2 separate regions of the Mus musculus genome follow, and region 1 is linked to region 2. Evidence: chromatin contacts called from public HiChIP or PLAC-seq data. All regions are on one chromosome and are shown on one strand. The core of a region is the stretch at or near the end of the contact, and the rest is flanking DNA. Distances in the headings are between cores, read along the strand shown. Region 1 holds the start of Inpp1 (inositol polyphosphate-1-phosphatase). Region 2 has its middle 7.1 kb from the start of Gm31955.

Region 1 (2,700 bases), core at 184-2,683, 520 kb after region 2:
GCAAGTGGTGGCTTAGTTCAAAAACTTGCAAAGAAGAGTTCTTAGTCTATTCAAAAACTGAAGTGTAACTTTATGTGTCTTACACAGTCTTCTTCATTGCTAAGAATTAACTGCAAAAGTATTATAAAAGTCCTTTAAATGTAAGTTCTTAAGAAAACAGCAAACAGGCACGTGCAGGGGTTAAAATCGGCTTTCCCGTTGCCTGTATTTTCCCTTTCATTCTGTACTTTCAGATGCCTGACTGAGGTCATCTTGCTAGTCCATCAGCCAAAAGTAGTCCCTGGGGTTGTTTTCTTCCTTAGATTGTTACCAGGTGGGTGGACCTAAGTCTTACCATCTGATTAAAACTGGGAATTAAGGGCAAGGAGCCAAAAAAGCAAAGCAAAACAAAACAAAACAGAAAGATTCATTCTGCATGGGATACATATATATTAAGAGTCCTGTCCGCACGGCCTCAAGCCGCAGTCCTTTTGACGCGAACACCCTCACACAGTGGGCAAACTTCCACGTGTTCCGGTCCTAGTTTTAAGGACAGAAATCTCCAAAGTACACACCGCGCTTGTTAACGTGTATTCCCTAGATTTTTCTTTCACACCTCATGTCTGACAGTCCATATGATTTTTACCAAAGCCAGGTTAGATAATTTAGATGACACCCTTCTATGCTGTCCACACCCACTGCCTAGACATGTCTCACAAAACCATACTTCAAAATGTAGAAAAAATATACCCCCGGACTGTTTAGTCTACACCCATCCAATGGGTCTCTAGAGACAGTCAACGTGGATCCACGTTAGAAGCATCTCTCAGGCAAACTGCTCCCCTACTTCTTGACAGCTACGCCACCTACCCGTGGAACCTGGGCCTCTGCTTCTGACCATTCTCAGATCACCTCATTCAACCTAGAGGCTAGTGGTAGGAATGGAAAGAACCGAGCAGAAGAAGCTACTCTGCGGGCGATTGGATTTCTTTCGGTGGCTTCTGCAGAGCTAAGGGGGCGGCGTGATCCGCGAGCTTAGCCTCTCGGTTCGGGGTTCGGGCTCTGTGTGGGTGGGCACGGGCAGGCCGGAGAGGCCTCGATGCAGCGACCCGGTACCTCGCAGGCCCAGGCGCCGAGGCCAGTAGCCTTCGGCCGGAGACCGACTCACCTGCCCTCTGCAGAGGCGATGGAGCGCGCGAGGCTCGCGGGGACCCAAATGCGCGGAGGTGGAGACGCTGGACACCGGGGAGGGGTGGCGAAAGCAGGAAAGCGGATTACCTAAGCGAGGATGCAGAGCCCCAAGGAGGATACAGCCTTTCCCAGAGAAACGGAAGAGGCGGAGGAGGGGCGAGAGAGGAGGAAGGGAGTGCCAACGCCTGGAGGTGGTCGCGCTGGGACCTGGCGCAATCCTCCTGTGGCGGGCACAGCCGGAGGGCAAGCCGCCAGGAAAACACCGGAGGTCACCGCAGCGAAGGCGGGGAGGCGCCCTGCCTCTCTTGGCTCCAGCAGTGCAGCCCAGTTTCTGCCAGGTCCCGGCCCCGCCTCTTTCCCCCGGGGCGGGTGGCCTCTTGCTTCTGGGGCGGGCGAGGGCATCCCACGCCAGCCAGCCTGAGTCTGGCCTCCGCGACGTCACAAGTGAAGCTTTGTCAATTTGCTTGAGAGGGCCAGAAAGGTCAGGGTTGCCTCAACCACAGTTCTTGGTGTGCATTGTTTCTTCAGAAGCACCCAAAAAGTCTTTGAGAATATTCCTCCTCCATTCATTTGAACCCTTGGTGTTATGGGTTTGACAGATGGTTTGAAGCTGTGAAGTTGGACTTCCTGCTAGAATGAGTCCCCCTGTTCTAATAGAAGCGTCTAGGTTCCTACATGTTTGTTTAGTCAAAGCAGTGTCTTCTGGACCTTATTAGTTGTGGGTCAAGGCCCAGCCAGGCAAGAAGCACATGTTGGGTGGGAAACTCATCTCTTGCTGCAACCCTTTTAAACTAATGCTCAGTGTGACTTAAAGATATAGTTGGGAGTGGTAGGTGGAAATAGAAATGGGTGGTGATGGACAAAGGGCAGCAAGGGTAAGAATTTTAAAAAGGGCAACATTCAACTTTGGGATAGAAGGGGCTCAGAGTCTCTGTGAGTGCTCTGGGCCCTTCTGTCCTGGTAAGATTTATCCGGCTTCCCTGTGATTTATTCTGTGGCTGGAACTGGGAAGCACTTCAACAATTCTAGCCTGCAGGCTTTCTCATCAACCTCTCCCCAAGCTCCCATTTATTTATGCGCAGTACTGCGATGGCACCTCACCCACTTCCATTCCCCATCCGCCTTCCATTCACTCACAGGTTCAGTGGATTCAGCCTTCTTTCTCACTTTTACTTTGTTTTGTTTTGTTTTTGGTAAGAGTCTCACTTTATAACCCTTGCTGGCCTCAAATTCGCTATCCTCCTGCTTCTGCCTTCTGGGTGCTGGGAGTACAGATGGGTGCTACCATGCCTAGATCCTCATATTGTCCTTTAGTTCCATTCTCTTAAGTCCATTCTTGGTGTTACAGCTGATATTAATTATGAAATCATATCCATGACAGCAAAATCAAGGAATAATATAAATGTGACATTTACCATAAGGAAATGGGAGTAGATTTGTATCTAGGAGCAGAACTGGGGAGGGGCTAGAGTAGGAGCTATGACTCTAGCCCATTTCTCTGCAGGTGCAGAGACCACCCTACAATACGTA
Region 2 (2,700 bases), core at 110-2,609:
TACTTATATTCAAATTAGGTCATTAGTCAGTGTAAAGTACAAGAGATGTTAGAAATAAACAGGGGTGTGTGTGTGTGTGTGTGTGTGTGTGTGTGTGTGTGTGTGAGAGAGAGAGAGAGAGAGAGAGAGAGAGAGAGAGAGAGAGAGAGAGAGAGAGAAGGCCTGCGTACACATGCTAACAAGAATGGCAGCTAGCTAACAGCAGTCCATGTGCATAAACCCAGCCCTATACATGGCAGCATGCTGCCTAGCAGTTCACTTCTCTCCCATATTTATGATCCTTGGACATACATGTAATTATGGCATGTAATTATGGGCACATCCATTTAGCCACCTCAGACCTCAACTCTAACCACTTGACGCTGCCAGCTCTCTGCCCAACTGTGACTATAAGGACATCTTCGAAATGTTGCCAGTGAACTCTGGCTCCAATAGGAGCATCTGTTTGAAGATTCTACTTGATAACTATCTTCTGAGTAGTAGATTTCTTCTACCTTTCTCCTGCACATAATCTTAAGAATTGGGACCCATGGCAGTAGGTGCTATTATTGAGACAATACATCTCTTCTTGCAAATTTCCTTTCTCTTCATGCTTTCATGTTGGCAACCTTGCTGTGTGGCTTGTTGATTGTCGTAAGCCTCTGCTGATTGTTCCCTCTGTTCGTTTGTTCCTTGGGAGTTCTGGAGCAGGCTCCTAGAGAACCTCCCTGCTTTAACCTTATCTTCCATTACTTCTTAGAGTAGCTAGAGCGCAGATCTCAAGCCATGCACCTGACACACCACTCCCCTTGTACCAAATTATGACAACCTCACAACCCTATTAAGTAAATCCAAGCCTTGTGTTGAAGATACATCACTGATCTGTTGAAGACTCGCTTGTGTCTGCTTTTGGCCATTGCCGTCCTATTTTTATCTAAAGTTGCAGAATGCATCTATGCTGGTCATCTGTTCAGCTTACTCTATGTCAGTCCCTCAGGACTTGACCTCCTTCAGTTATGGCAACCATATAAAGTAGTTACATTTATCTTTATTTTATGAGGAAATTAACCCTTAGAGACAGAACATTGACCAAGGCTAAACACTGGATGAGGACTCTGTCTTGTCTGTCTGCAACTGGGAAATAAAGAAGGTGATGCTAACACTGGGGACACATCAATTGTAATATCACCTTAATCTAGAGTATGATTGTGGCACACCTTAGGGGTCCTGGGACATGACCTGTTCATCTCCTTCCTCTCCCCACCACCTTCCAGTGTGGATAAACTCCGTTTCAGTTTCTCTCTCCAACAAGGTTCTGTCTACAAACCACATCTGCTCTGAACTTTACTTCCCATGGTGACTCAAGCAAAAGCGAGTAATGAAGACTTAAGAATGCAATGCCCTGTGAAATAGGTATGGCATGCAGGAAAGAGGAAGCGATACATAAGACTGGGTGTAAAAAAATATAAAGATAACAAGTGTTTCCTTTTCAGTTAGCCAGAGTTATCTACTAGAGCTCTATTTTAAGACTTACACATAGGCTAGGAAGATAGTTTAAATGGCAAACTGCCTGTTATGCAAGCCTGGGATCATGAGTTCGATCCCTACTACCCATGGAAGAAGCCGAGTTGGTGGCATGTGCCTATAGTACCAGGGCTGGGGAGGCAGAGCCAGGCAAATTCCTGAGTTCACTGGCTAGCCAAACTAACCTACTTGGAGAGTCCCAGGGCAGTGAGACACCCTGTCTCAAACAAAACAGACAAAAAAAGCACAGTTCCTGCGAAACAACAGCAGAGGCTGACCTCTGACCTCCACAAAGGTGCACATGCAGCCATGAGCAGGCATGTAGACATACATGAGTTCTCTCTGCCTGTCTCTGTCTGCCTGTCTCTCTGCTCTCTCTGTCTCTCTGTCTCTGTCTCTCTCTAGAGTTCTTAGAAGTATCACTAAATTTGGCCTCTATTCTCAGGGGGCTTTCAGTCTAGTCAAGAGACCTAGTGCAAATAAAAAATTGAAGTAGGATGCTCTCTGATAGGGTTCTGCCATAGGTTAACTACTGGGGGAGTCTGGACATAAAGCAGATCCAAGAGCCTTGAACAGACCTTAACCTGGTCAAATAATCTCTGGATGCTGTGGTAGGATTTAGTAAAACAACAGAGATGTAAGAACAAAGTGCTCTGGATGCATGAGAGAGCCAGTTAGCTGTGCTGGAGTATATGGTGTATGTATGCAGCACACTGATGAGGTAACCTCCCAGAGGAGATCAGGCAACATGTGAAAGAAAGGCATCCCGTCAGGCAAAGAAGGGGATGAGTGAGGATAGGAAAGACAGAAATCAGCGTGTAAGAAGTTATTACACTAAAATTCAAAATTCTGTCCTTAGAATGTTCTTTCTTGAATAACTCAGATGTGCCATCGTCCTATAATGATTTAGTGATGTTAGTGATAGCCTCCTGTGCTGTTACATCATACTGTAAATGAGCAGAACCTGTCATAACGTTGTCTTTGGCATTCAACACAGTTTATACTTGGCCTTCTTGGTTTTAGTGGATTTTTAGTCGGTGACTCGATGTGCACCATTTATTTAGTAATATTTTATGAATTAAAAATTGGAAGGAGGGATGGCAGATTATCCACACAAGCTCCGATGAAAATCACTTCTGTCTTCCACTAGATGGCATTGGAAGAACATGGCACATCCCCTAGTTCTCACTGAGGCTG

What was found. HiChIP or PLAC-seq counts read pairs in DNA pulled down with a chosen protein or histone mark.
Region 1: an H3K4me3 HiChIP or PLAC-seq map of the 230-238 cell line shows a contact between it and region 2, with 4 times the contacts expected there. The contact joins the promoter of Inpp1 here to the enhancer-like site in region 2. A contact is called at or near these places in 2 of 39 promoter capture datasets (the 3T3-L1 cell line and embryonic stem cells), 2 of 484 Hi-C or Micro-C datasets (forebrain and large pre-B cells), 4 of 115 datasets of contacts at active chromatin or transcription factors (the 230-238 cell line, acute myeloid leukemia, embryonic forebrain and 1 more) and 2 of 9 other capture datasets (embryonic stem cells and liver).

What each region holds. Positions count from the first base shown.
Region 1 is chr1:52,816,255-52,818,954 of GRCm38.p6, forward strand. It overlaps Inpp1 (inositol polyphosphate-1-phosphatase), which reads right to left and starts at 1,434. Exons shown (of 6, transcript NM_008384.2): 1 at 1,148-1,434.
Region 2 is chr1:52,297,117-52,299,816 of GRCm38.p6, forward strand. No RefSeq gene overlaps it. Among named protein-coding and RNA genes, the nearest start is that of Gm31955, 7.1 kb to the right of the region's middle. Within about 2 kb of position 1,360, at least 26 of the 459 cell types and tissues checked have an H3K27ac peak or open chromatin away from gene starts, as enhancers often do. A contact at or near this core is called in the 230-238 cell line, where this site is marked.